Regions from separate parts of the Cricetulus griseus genome. Here region 1 is linked to region 2. The links are chromatin contacts, called in public Hi-C maps. All regions are on one chromosome and are shown on one strand. The core of a region is the stretch at or near the end of the contact, and the rest is flanking DNA. Distances in the headings are between cores, read along the strand shown.

What was found. A called contact is a pair of places that touch in the nucleus more often than the background predicts.
Region 1: a Hi-C map of liver shows a contact between it and region 2, with 4 times the contacts expected there. The contact joins two enhancer-like sites. A contact is called at or near these places in 3 of 8 Hi-C or Micro-C datasets (the CHL-YN cell line, fibroblasts and liver).

The regions. Positions count from the first base shown.
Region 1 is chr10:14,446,203-14,453,389 of CriGri-PICRH-1.0, reverse strand. No RefSeq gene overlaps it. Among named protein-coding and RNA genes, the nearest start is that of Znf706, 82 kb to the left of the region's middle. Within about 2 kb of position 2,594, at least 2 of the 6 cell types and tissues checked have open chromatin away from gene starts, as enhancers often do.
Region 2 is chr10:14,273,930-14,280,779 of CriGri-PICRH-1.0, reverse strand. Grhl2 (grainyhead-like protein 2 homolog) reads left to right here. Exons shown (of 16, transcript XM_027431486.2): 10 at 1,533-1,620; 11 at 2,023-2,162; 12 at 5,335-5,366. Among named protein-coding and RNA genes, the nearest start is that of Grhl2, 67 kb to the left of the region's middle. Within about 2 kb of position 1,654, at least 1 of the 6 cell types and tissues checked has open chromatin away from gene starts, as enhancers often do.

The sequences.
Region 1 (7,187 bases), core at 1,345-3,844, 170 kb before region 2:
TCTGTCTCAAACAGAAGGTAAAGGGTCTGAAGAATGACACTCAAGGTTGTCCTCTTACATTTACTTGTGCAACACACATTCTAACCCACCTGTGTGTTCACACACACACACACACACACACACACACACACACACACACACACACACACGTTAATTTTTTAATCATAAGGCCTCCTTTGATCTGTGATCATTTCCATTTCTCTTGGGTCTAAACATCAGAGAATAAAAGAAAAAGAGGTGAAAATTTTACTCATAAAAGAGTCCTAACCAGTATTAATAGAGGAAGGAGGGTATGGAATCCCTTAGTTAACAAGTTTTTGTTGTTGTGAAGACATACCTATAGCTTTCCACTCGAGTCTGTGTCTGTTTGGACATCCCGGTAGGACGTATGGGAATGAAATGAGTATTTTCATTCTGGGTGAGTTTGGATGGAGGCAAATAGTGAAGAAGTCTAGAACTTAGTGTTGGAGAGAGTCCGTCTGTCTACACTATCCTTGCTCCTGCTCCTCTGACATCTAAGTGTTTCCCTCCAGCTGACACTGTCCAACCTGAGCCACACAGACAAAGTAACACCCAGGAGTGTGTCTTTCTTAACATTTTTCTCAGCAGAAATGTACTGGCTTTCTTCTTCCTAACCCTTCTTCTACTCAGTCTCCAGGCCTGTTACACACCGTCTTTACATCCAAATCCCAGACTTATTAAATGATAAATATCTTGTCATAGAAAGGTTGATGCTGAAAATGTCAGCTCTGAAATGTCAGAGGATTTTGATGTTCTCACAGCAACGTTAATTGTCTCCTCTCAGCCATTTTAGTGTTCTCGAAGATGGAACAACATGTCTCTCCGAGAGACGTTGAGTAGATTCATCCTAATTAAGCTACAGGGTTCCTCCTTTTCCTGGCTGGACACAGAGAAGACTTTGTTGATTGCATGGAACAAGAACAAAAAGGCTCTTTGTGGCCCCGATGGGAGAAATCTGTGCCTGGGAAGTGTCACGAGGAGAGAAACGCTCCTGTAAAAGCCACAGCCAGCTACCTCTGCTCATCATGAGAAGGCCTTGTGGCTGGAATCTAGACGGAACCTTCCATCCACGAGTTGTGTCTTGGAGGTTTAGTGTCAGCCTTAAAGGATGGGACATAGTGAAGGGTCATTAGGTCTGGTAGGTGCCGTCCAGAAGAGATGAATGTCGTTCTCAAGGGACTCTGGTGAGTAATACTGGAAATGGGCTACTGTGGCGATATCTTTCTTGCAGAAATAAAGCCTGTCTGGGGGTCAGAGGATGGAGCTTGCCCCTAGCTAACCATAGAGGTCTGGAGGTCTGTACAGACAGACAGGAAGTGACGTAGCTGGGCAGAAACAGGATGTAAGCAGGGAGAAACAGGAAATCGCTCTCTTCTCTGCTGAGATGATGAGGAGGTAAGGTGTGGCTGTGGTTTGCTCCTTCTCTCTGATCTCTCAGCCTTTCCCTCCATATCTGACTCTGGCCTTTTATTTTCTAGACCAGTGAAGAACAGGCCTGCCAGGGCTACATAGTAAGAGCCTGTTTCAAGAAACAAGCAAGCAAGCAAGCAAGCAAAAAAACTCACCATTCTGAGGGCCCAGGTTAGTATCAGTGAATGAGTTCACACTATTGTGAAAAACGGGCACTTTATGAATTACTCAGTCCCCACCCACTCCCAGCTCCTGTTCTTTCTGTCCCTCTGAAATTGACTAGGATTTTCATAAAAATAGAATGACACACTGCTTGTCTCTTTGTCACTGGCTTACTTTCCTTGACATAAAGTTTCGCCTGTGTTTTACTGATCGTCGTAAATTCTAAGGTTGAGCACTGTTCTAGTTTTTATTTTTTTTAAGATTTTATTTATTATAGTACAGTGTTCTGCCTGCATATATGCTTGCACGCCAGCAGAGGGCGCCAGATCTCATTATAGATGGTTGTGAGTCACATGTGGTTGCTGGGAATTGAACTCAGGACCTCTGGAAGAGCAGCCAGTGCTCTTAACCTCTGAGCCATCTCTCCAGCCCCCCAGGGTGGTTTTGAACTCGCAGAGATCCGCCTGCCACCACCGCCCAGCTCCAGCAATATTCTTTTGTATGTGTCTGGACCACATTCTGTTTGTACCTATGGTGGTGGACACTGTGTTTTTAAGCTACAGAGACCGATGTTGTGAGTATGGATGTCCAGATTCTTTTTGATACCCTGCTTTCATTTCTTCTGAGACTCCTGGATGTGGGATCGCTTGAGGCGTGTGCACATTGTATGTGGATGCTACCCCTCAGAAAAATAAACTTACACACTGATGGATGGTGTCACCACTAAAGGTTCCTGTTACAAGTTGTAGGGTCAACCTGGCCATAGAACATTGTAAAGCCTCCTGCTGGTTTGTGTTTGTCACTAAGACTAAGGAGGTGTGACCCAACACAGGCAGTTGTACATTATATAGCTGGAAATGCGCTGGGCAGGGACAGTGATCAGGGCAGCCCCTGACCTGTTTATGACTAAGTTCCAGGCTCGCCTATCACATGGTCATGCAAATGAGTGGTTTGTCGGTCAGTATTTGTGTTTCCAGCAACTGCAGGTAGGTGGAGACTTCACACCAGCGTCTTCACTTCAGCCTTGGACAGGAATACTTGGCAGGGCTGGTCTATCTACAGCCATGGAGTAGGTGGATGTCATAGCAACCTCATAGGAAAAACTGGGAGGGCCTCCCGAACACACATACAAAGGATTTCTCCCAGAACTGTGTGTGTGTGTGTGTGTGTGTGTGTGAGAGAGAGAGAGAGAGAGAGGGGGGGGGGAAGGAGGGAAAATGTGTGGGGGTGTGTGTGGGGGGGGGAAAGGGAGGGCGGGAGAAAGAGGTAGAGAGACTAATTTAAAGCTCTCCATCAAACAGAAACCTCGTTTAAAGTCAGCTCGCCCTAGAAGGTCTCTGTGTGGCCTGTCAGCCAATCAGACTGTATTGTGACTTAGTTAAATAGATACTTTTTAACAACACCATGACATGAAAGTGCGGCTCAGCCTCGGCCCTGTTGACATTTGGAGCTGGAGAAACTTTGATGTAGGGAGCTGTGCATTGTGGGATATTCAGCCACATCCCTGGTCCCCACCTACAGTGGCACTCCAACCTTGGCTGCAATCACTAAGCATCTCCAGGTACTGACAAAGGTCACGTGAGGGCAACCCAGCTCCCTCATTAAAAATCACTGCTGAGAAGGAATGGGGATCTTGAGCAAAGGAAAGAACTCTTTGGTTTGCGCGTTTGTTTTTGTTTTGTTTGTTTTTTGGAGCAGGGTTTCTCTGTGTAGCCTTGGCTGCCCTGGAACTCCCTCTGTAGCCCAAGCTGGCCTCCAGTTCAGAGATCCACCTGCCTCTGTCTCCCCGAATGCTGGGATTAAAGGCGAGCGCCACCACTGCCTGGTTTAGGAGACAAAATTTTAAAGCAGAAAACACCAAGGTTCTTCGTCCTGGTTAAGGCTGATGCCGTTGTAATTCTCAGAACCCATGCATCACCACCACCTCTGTCCCCTTAACTTTTTTTTTTTTTTTTTCCTGAGATAAGGTCTCACTCACGATGTAGCCCGGGCAGACCTCGAATTCATGGCCATCCTCATGCCTCAGCCTCCTGAGGGCCAGAGAGACATGTATCAGCGGGACAGCGGGCATGCACGAAGCATTGCCTGGCTCTACATGGGAGCTGTGCCCTTGGGCATTGGTCTACTTTCTTCTCAGCGCTCACAGGGCAGGTTATCCTGAGAGCCACCTCCTCCGCTCTTCACCAAGATGTGTTCATGGTAACCAGTCATAAGCATAGCTTGTTCATTAACGCATCACACCGCGCACCACACTTAAGATAGCCACAGCCGCACACCTTTAATCCCAGCACTTGGGAGGCAGAGGCAGGTGGATCTCTCTGAGTTCAAGGCTAGCCTGGTCAACAGAGCGAATTCCAGGATAGCCAGGGCTACACGGGGAAGCCCTGTCTCTAAAACCAAACAAAAAAGAGACAGCCACAGACAATCCTAGAGTGTTTCCATTCAAAACCGGGCTGGAAGCATGTTCTAAGCACCCGTGGATGGAAAGGGAGGTTGTGTCGCTGCTGGGGCACCGAGGCCTGCTTTGAAGATTGACAGGGAACTTTGGCCCAGACGTGCAGTCATCTTCTTCTTCTCAAGCCCCCTGGCGACTATCCCACGTGTGTCTTAAGTGACAAGTGATGGAGGTCTCCCCTGACTCCTCCCCCTCCCGACTCTCTCCACGCAGCCTCTGTTTTCATCAGGATAACGGGACCCAGCCCCACGGTGTGAGTTTGCAGGCAGGGGAGCCACCCCGGGGTGCAGCCCCCGCCCCGTGGCCCGGCTCGCCCACCACTGCCCCGCACCGGGCGAGCCGCCATCTTCCCATGAGAGGAGTCGTGTAAACAAAGGTCTGGGCTGGGAGCTTGGCTCGCACTTAACGGAGGATGTGTGCCGGCTTCCAGCTCCTCGGCTCACAAGTCTTAACCACTGTGCAAACTGAGCTGGGCTGTTTGCTTAAGTGGCTTTATTGACTCATGTCCCGCCTCCCGGGCAGGTGGCCTGGCGGCCACTCCGTCCTTATTCCGCCTGGCTTTTCCACCCCAGGGCCACCGCGGTCTCCCTGCTGAGGCGGCCTCTCTTTATTTCATTTCGGGGAGGGGAGCGGAGGGGAGTCCTTGAAGAGTCAGGCCCAGGTGTAGTATTTCTTTTTTTTAAACAGGCGTCATTCGCTCTAGTCGGGATTTTCAGCTGGCAGTGGGGTTTGTTGCCTAACAGGTGCTTTTCGCTGGTCCCTCTTGAAGAACGCAAGGCTGACCTCTGCAAGCTGTGCTTCCCAGCCCTAGTGCCTTAACTCTTGGTGACCCCAGGGCTTTATTTGTCAATGGCTTCCAAAGAGGCCTAATGGGTCATTAAGATGAGCCACAGACCTCCTCCAAACCTCCCAGGGAGCCTGGCTTCGCTGTGGATTAAGCTCAAAGTAGCAACCTGGAGGTGGGGGGTGGGGGAAAGAAACGTCCAGAAAAGATATTCCTTGTTCATCCTGACGGCATTGTCATTTACCATGTTTCCACCCTGAGTGCTCTTGCTGTACTTTGATAGACAGGGAGAGGGGAGGGCCGGAGAGGTCATGTGATTTACTCAGTCCCTCATCGAGCATGAATTAGAGGCCAAGTCCGTCAGATTCCAAACCGGGCACACATCAGCTCTCTGTGTGACTGAACACTTCACTAACCAGCCAGGAGAGAAGGAAACCCCACCAGACCCGAGGGAGTGGCGTCGGAGCCGTGGTGTTGAGGGTGGCTGGTGCTGCCACGGGCAACTCGGCAGTTTCTCGTAACAGTGTGGAGTGATGGCCTTTCTTCTCAAGGGCCACCTGATCCTGTGGCAAGTGAAGGAAGTTGGGAGCAGCACACGTGGGCACACATAGCAACACGCTCACACACTCCCACACACCCGTTATACAAACAGATACGTCTGCATGCATGCACAGACTTATACTTAGACCATACATATCCATGCCTTTGTATACATGCACACACATATATAATAAATACATATATATACATATATGCATATTCATGTAGTCCTACAAATTTATGTCCACATTGGCTCCATGTACACACACATGTACCCTCAGCAGATTCACGCACCCACCCATGCTTACATACCATCTTCACATATGTATACAGGAACTCACGCAATCACAAGTGTCCCACTCACAGAAACTCACACGTTCACACTTACAAATTCCTTTACGCACACCCATGCCTTCACACACACATACACCTTCCCCTTTTTGTGCTTTCTGAAACCAAGTATACACTCTGCTGCAAGGTCAGGGGGTCAACACCCAGCACCCATTAACTGATGGTGAACTGAGGTGAGCTATAACTTTCTGAAGTCACCTGAACTAGTCCTAGTTCTTACAGTGAGGACCAGACATCTATTGCAAAGAAACCTGGTCTCTACTCTGACTTTAGTTGCCCCTTGGTATTCATGGGTCAGGTGCTTGTCACCAGGCCCTTTTCACAGATCAACCCTTGGAGCCCTGCTCTCTAGCTCCGAGTAGTGTAACCAATGTCCTTTGTTTCCATTTCTTCGCCTATACAATGTGGCTAATGATGGTACCAACACCAGCCTTATAGAGTTACGAGCGTTAAACAGACTGTTATATGTGAAGCTGATGGGCTAGGTGGAACACACGTGTTTGAAACTATGAACTACCGATGGCTTGGTTTGCTCCCTGTTTTTAGCCAGTGACAGCGAATGTTAACCTCTACCTCGGTTAGAGACCTTGCGATGACAATGTCTCTAAGGAGACACTTGCCTCTGAGCGCTTTCACTTTGGATGGCTGAAGTCTCACACCCTCACACTTGAAAAGTCTCACACCCTCACACTTGAAAAGGCGCGATGCCTGGGGAGTTGCTCCTGCATCCTGCCTGGTCTCAGGGCGTCCTTGACCCCCTTGGATGATCAGTGATAAACCAGTTACCCTGGTCAGCAGGGCAGCATCCCTGGGGAGATGCCAGGGTTTGCACTTTTAACCCTGCCCATAACTGTTACTACCTTTTTGTGAAAAACTGAGAAACCTATTGGAGAAGGAGCCACACAACAAACAGTATTCCATCTCTATGCTCAGTTTCCAAGGGCAGAACCCTAAGATGGAAACGTTCCTTCTTAAAGTCCTGGAGAAGCTGTGAGGTTGTTTAAGAACTCATAGGCCAATGCACTCTGCTTCCTTCTCTCCCCAACCCTGCCCTCCATCAAGGCTGAGACAGGTGTCCAGATCATTGTCCGGATACCTTCCCTTCCTCCTGGCCACGTCATGGCCTCTACTTTCATTCTGTGGCCCCCTCTATCAAAAAGTCCCCAGGGGAAGCAAACTGCTCCTCCATTTATCTGCCTCCCACCCCAGAGCCAGGTGGACAACAGCGTCAGAAGAGCCTCTGCCTTACTAATCCCAACTATGCCTTTATCAGGACACTCCTCGCATCAAGAGTGACCAGAAAGGCCATTTACAGCCCCCGAAGTTTCTCTTCTCTCTAATTGATCTGGGTGGGGTAACCGTGTGATTCCCTTTACAATTTGCTTTCTTGCCCAAGTTTACAAAGCAGTTCCTATCTGTGCCCCGGGGATTGCTGGAATGGTACTCACCGAAGGATGCCATGGG
Region 2 (6,850 bases), core at 405-2,904:
AAGGGCAGCATGGATCATTTGAAGACCCGTGTGATACCAGCTGCTTAGAGGGCGAATAATGGAGCTGCTTTACAAAAGAGAGATTGCACAAGGTGCTCACTGCAGAGCAGAGAAGTGTGGGACGGCACATTCTGCAGGCCCGAGTTGATGGGTGTGAGCAAACAGACCGAATATTGTCATGTTGTTTTCCATGAGAAGTTACACAGTAAAGTTCTGTTCCAGGGAGAAGTCATGTTCTGGGGGAAACTGGTGAGGGTAAAGTCAACTCCTGGAGAGCTCAGAGCTGTCTGTCCTGGCACTCACTCTGTAGACCAGGCTGGCCTCGAATTCACAGAGGTCCACCTGCCTCTGCCTCCCGAGTGCTGGGATTAAAGGTGTGTGCCACCAATGCCCAGTTTATGTAATATTTTCTTCCTTCCTTCCTTCCTTCGTTTCTTGCTTGCTCTGGAGGGAGTGCATTTTATATCAAGACTGTTTTGTCTGTGATAGTTTCAGGCCATTTCTAAAGGTTGGAGGTTGCCCGGTGCTTTCTATGACACTGTCTCTTAAATAGCTACTTGGGGTTGGGGGGGGGCTATTATTAATATGGACCGAGACCTTGGGAAGAAACTTAGGCCTGGATGTCCCACGAATGTCACTGTCTAGGGCGCTGTGAATACACGGTGCTGGTGAGTTCTCCCGAAGCCGGAAGAAAGAAAGCAAGAGGAAACCACCTTGGGATCATGAGAGGAGGGAAATAAGCTAACAAGCAGCCAACAAGAAAAATGAACAGCAAATCATGCCGGCCGTGAGGGACGGCTGGTCAGCTAGTGAAGCAGGATAAGGCTTAGTAAGTGGCCTTGAGTTTGGCCAATAAGAAAGCCCGATTACGAACAGCAGGCGTGCCGAAGGAAGTGGGTGCACGCTTCTGTGTGGTATGAACACCGTGTTCAAGCATGTAGGGCGACATTGATGCTCCCGTGTGCAGAGTGATCCCTCACCTTTGTGTGGCTACACCTCAGAGAAGAGCATGCCTTTATTTCTTCCTGTGGTGATTATTTTTAAAGTTCATAACCGTAAGCAGAGAAAAACTTGCACAGAGCGGGTCATATGCATCTGAAAGCTGTCTGTGCCTAGGACCCAGTGTGCCAGTGCCTAGGCCATTCTGTTAGAGTGACACTGAGCTAGAAAACTAAGCTGGTTCTTTCCACATGGATTCGAAGCTCAAGTTCATAAAATAGGCCTGAGACAGGGCTAGGAGGCAAGCTGGGTCGCTGGCATCTCTCACAGGTCAGTGTGTAGCATGTAGACCGGAGGGTTGCACTTGCAGGAGGGAGCTGAGGCTTCCTGGCCTCCTTTCCTTGTTTAGTTTCCCATTTTTATGGTGTGTGTGTGTGTGTGTGTGTGTGTAAGAGAGAGAGAGACAGACAGAGAGAGAGAGCACATGTGCCTGTGTGTGTGTGTCTGTCTGTCTGTCTGTCTGTCTGTCTGTCTGTCAATATCCTTGCACGCTCTGAGAACATACCCCGCTTGGTCTCTGTTTTCCCTCTCAGGGAGCAGAAAGAAAAATCCGTGATGAAGAGAGAAAGCAGAACAGGAAGAAAGGGAAGGGCCAGGCCTCCCAAACGCAGTGCAACAACTGTGAGTCACCCCCACCCCCTGCCCAGACTGCTAAGGGGAGACTGCAGCCAGCTGGGTCCTTTGAGAAGACAGACAGAAGGAAGCAGGCTACAGGGGAAGGTGCAAAGCTAGTCTAAGACATGGCCTGCTTTGCCCTGGCAGAAGAGACTGGGTGCGTGGGTGGGGTGTCATTCATAGGCAAGCAAGCAGGCGTCTTAAGCTCAGGACTCAGGGCGTGCAGCAGGAGGTGAGAAGCCTTCCATCCACACACAGTACTTTCTAGGAGCCCACAGTTTCTGTTTTGTTTATTGGGTCTGTTTATTGAAAGCCTTGTCATGTCGTGGATTTTGGCTAAGGCGGATTGATAGCCGAGACTTCTCAGACACACGGAACCCTGTTCACCGGCTTTGTGTTTGCACGCAGCCTCTGATGGGAAGTTGGCCGCCTTACCTTTACAGAAGAAGAGTGACATCACCTACTTCAAAACCATGCCGGACCTGCACTCGCAGCCGGTACTGTTCATCCCAGATGTCCACTTTGCAAACCTGCAGAGGACTGGACAGGTAAGACCCATGCTCACACCCTCCTGTCGCCCGGCGCGCCCTTGCTGGTGCTCGGGAGAGAATACTGACTAAGGCAAACAAAGAAAATTGTTGACAGAGCAACAGGAGAAAGCTAATCACCTGCCTGGAAGAAGTTGTGTTTTCCTGCACGTAGCTGACTCTATCAGGGCGCATATCGCCACCTAGTGGTGAGAAGTAAAACTGCATCAATAACGTCCCACACCAACCCAGCGGGGAGAAATTGAGACCCTGTCAACAATTTTTTTTTCTTAGTAAATTAATAGCTCTCATTGACTGTATAGATCAATTTGTCATCTGAATGATGAAAAAACATATGTTAGATCTTCCTTCATAAAACTAAGTCCTATGGTTATGCCTCCAAATGAAATGAAGGACTTAAAACCAAACAAATGTTCAATAATAGTTGGGTCATGGTGACAGTTTCGTTATGCGGATGCTACAAGTTTAATGATGAGAACTGCGTATCCACAGGAGAGCTAGTTACGATGTTGCTCGATTAAAAACAAAATTAGGGTACCAGTGTGTCTGTGCCCTGTGCTCCGAAGCCACTAATTGAGCTGCCCACTGGCCTCGTATGTTAATTGATGGCTGAGCCCCCCCCCACACACACACACACTCCTTTCTTCCTTAAGGTTGCTTAACTGTGTGGAGAAAAGAGGTTTCTTAGCACCCACCAGATCTGTTTTTGGCCACACTAACTGAGATTTTTAAAAATTTATTTATTCTTATATTATGTACATCGACGTTTTGCCTGCATGCATGTCTGTGTGAGGGTGTCAGATCTTGGAATTACAGACAGTTGTGAGCCGCCATGTGGTTGCTGGGAATTGAACTCAGGATCTCTGGAAGAGCAGTCAGTGCTCTCAACAACTGAGTCCCCTCTCCAGCCCTTCTGGCCATTTTTTTTTTTCTTTTTCTTTTTTAAAAAAGCTCCCAAGCATGTAGCTGTACTTCACATGAAGTGAGGTCCCCATATCTTCCAGAAGGGCAGTAAATGAGTTAGACTGTCCTGCTGCTTGTCACGTCTCTGATTATCACCCTGACAGCCTGACGTAGTCCCTTGGCAAGATCTCTCAGAATCTTTAGGAAGATAGTGCCCCAGCCTGGCTGGCCTGACAATCTCACTCATCCCCTCAGTGTCATACCCAAGGCAGACTCTGAGGAGATGTGTGACCTTTTAGAGTTTGTCATCCTCACCAAAGCGGCCTAGCGGCTTGGTACTGCTTGGCCTGAGCCCCATTCACAGTACCTTTGGGTTCCCTGTGACTCTGGATTCTGAGTGAGAGAGTCAGAAGGGATCCTGCCTAGAGGTCCTGGCTGTCCTGTGAGCAGCCTGTTGTCAATCGCTTTGCATAGCAGAAGGACAGGACATTGGCTAGCTGGAGCTTTTAAAGGTTGCTTTCTGGGAAGAGCTAGATGCTACTAAGGAGGTCCCTGAGAGGCAGAAGAATGTCACACTGAATTTTGAGGTGGTGAGAACACAGTGTTAACATTTATGGCCTACTGTTTAAGAAGAAACAAAATCCAATATAGCAAAAGTCATAAAAAAAAATCAGAACAAAAGAGTTCTTATACATATCCAAGCTGATGGCTAGAATGATTCAACCTGGGGCATTTCAGGTAGCTGTTATACACCTAGGCCTGGGATTGGCACACACCCCACCCCCACTCCCAGTGCTACTGGAAGCCTCTGAGAGGATATGGGAAGGGAGTAGCCTGCCCATTCCCAGCCACAGTGACAGCATTCGAAGAGATTACATGGATGTCCTATACTGACTTGGCTATTCTTGTCCACCCAAACACAAATGTCTCCACAGCACACAGATACAATTCCCCAAAGGCTCACTGTTAAGCTTTAGAAGTAACAGGGGCAAGAGGCTACACTTCCAAACAGACCCTGTACCCTGCCCCATCAGTTCAGAAAGAGGCTTCCCATTTTCTTTGCTTCTTCTTTTTTTGGGGGTGGGGGTGGGGGAGGTTTGAGACAGGGTTTTTCTCTGTGTAGCCCTGGCTGTCTTGGAACTCCCTCTGTAGACCACGCTGGCTTTGAACTCACAGAGACTCGCTTGTCTCTGCATCTGCCTCTGTGCGTGCCACCGCTGCCCAGCAGGAGGCTTTGAAATTTCTTTAATTCTGATTGTGCTCAACACTGAGCTCTCTTAAAGACACTTGTCCTTGGGGGATCTTCCTTTTGCCAGGGTGACCTTTACAGTCTCAAGATGGCTAATGAATGAAAAAACCTGAAGTGAAAAGAGGGGACGTGACCAGTTCTAAAGTAGCATGGAGAAGACTTTTACTGTAAGCGTAAGGGAGAAAACAGGCAGAGAGAAGAGGCCAGGCTGAATATGGCCAGCAGACCATGAGAGGAGAGAGGGAGAGGGAGAGCCAGAGAGGAGTCTTCAACCAACAGATACAACCCAGGCTAACAGGCCAAGAGAACCACATTGCCAAAATGGCTGTTATATAGGGATCAGACTGGGGGATGGGAAGCCCTTCGCCCTCCCCTGGGAGGGAGAGGTTTAGGGTGGGGTGCAGGCTGAGAAGTGCTGGGCAGAGCCATAGGTACTGAGGGATGCTGGGAGCACTGGCCAGCGTCTGCTGCTGGTTAAATAGGCACCTCAGTTAGCCATTTGTTTCTTTAAGATCTTACATTTCTGTGGCTATGGGAATCCAGGGAAGGCCAGACCCCTTTGGGGAGCAAACACAGAGGCCCTGTTGCCGCTATGGTTCACCTGTCTACCTTCTTCTGGTAGCGTGACGTCCAGAGCCAGCCCATCAATGGAGCTAGCGCAGCCTTTCCAAACCATGTGTTTAGATTTCAATAATGGATTTTCTTAACATCGGGGGCAACGTTTGGCAGAAGGGCAGAGTAATCTGGTTACCCCAGACTAGCTTTAGCTAGAAAGAGTGACGTTTCTGAGTTTACTTTATAAAATCTAAACATTATCGCAAGGGAGAATGTGAGGAGGCTACATTTCCTTAGACACACACACACACACACACACACACACACACACACACACACAGAGAGAGAGAGAGAGAGAGAGAGAGTGAGAGAGAGGACATTGTTAGTCAAATGTATCTTTCTTCTTCTTGAGAGACAGTTTGTACCATTCCTGGTCTTATGTGTGCCTATTGTGTCCCCCGACAGGTGTATTACAACACAGACGATGAACGAGAAGGGTAAGACACGAGTCATTTCATTCTAAACACGTAACGTTTGTATGGGTGGCCGTGCACCTTCTGGCCCTGGGCCACCCTGCGTGGGAGGCGGGGACTTTCCATGTGTCGTGACTTAACTGCCAAGGGGCCACCCTTTCTCCCTGCACACTCTTCTTCCTGCTCTCCTTCCTTCCTGTGATCTCCTTGCGATAAAAGTGACCCATCTTGGGCACCATTTGCTGGAATCTTTCTTTGGGGTCACATTGTTGACCCCAACACAGGATCTAGCTGAGAGCCTGAGAGCAAAGACAGCTCCCGAGGCCTTTCGCTACAGATTGTCCACTTTGACGGGGACCGAGCAGGTTGAGAATCTGTTTGCTGTCCCGTGGGCTTTAGAGAAGAGGTTGTCTCCCAGCGCCTTCCCCTTTTGTCTCTGTGTAACAGGGACGAGATGCTCTCCCTCTTTGCCGAGAACATGTGACCACCTGGAGATTTTCAGGGGCAGCTAAGTCTTCAGTGTGCTTTCTATCTTTAATTCGTTTGACATACTCAGAAGTATGCAGCCACAAAAAGGCTGTTCTAAAGCCATTGAGACAACACTTTTCAAGGCTGTAGTTACGCCTGTAGGTAGGTGTTGAGCCGTCTTTGCTTTCGGTGAGTATGTTCCCTGTGATACAATGTTCCCTGTGATACAATGCTAGTATGTTCCCTGTGACACAATGTTCTCTGCTCATGTTGTTTCTGAAGGCTGGATGGTTTTGGCTTTTAGAACTTAAAGGAGGGAAAGTGCACTTTGGCTCATGGTTTTTGGAGCAACTAACCGTGCTGGCTCCATTCCATTTGGGTCTGCAGAGCAGGGGGCGGAAGTTGTTCTCTCTCGTGTCCTGGAAACAAAAGGAGAATGTCTCTGCTAGTGACCAAATGCCCCCTTTGTGCCATGCTCTGCTCCAGTTAATTAATTCTTTCTGGAAACACCCTCACAGACACACCTAATAGCAAGTGTGCTTCACAAATCTCCTCAGGGTCTCTCACTCCAAATATACACACTTGAGATAAGCAAGCAAGTTCTGTATCTATTGAACAGCTAGTAACTTCTGTCCGTTGGCTCTTGGTCTACTCTCTGGATAAGACTTTCCCTTCCTCAGCGTTCAAACTTCCTTTCCTCCTTGCAACTGATCTTAGTTAAAATTTCTTAATTACCCTTGTGGGGGGGGCAAAAAATAAATAGATAAACAAGAAATGTGTATGGGTATTTTGCCCCTGTGCGTGTTTATGTACCCGTTGAGTGCTGGGTGCCCACGGAGGCCAGAAGGGCATGTTGGATCCCTGGAACTGGAGTCACAGATGATTGTGAACTTTTTCCTATGTGGGAATCAAACCCAGGTCCTGGAAGAGGAGCCAGCACCCTTAACCTCAGAGCCAGCTCTCTCCAACTCAACCACTAAAGCTTTTCTGGTCTTTGGAAACTTGGTTTTCAGGACAAACATGTTCGGGGGAACTCCCCT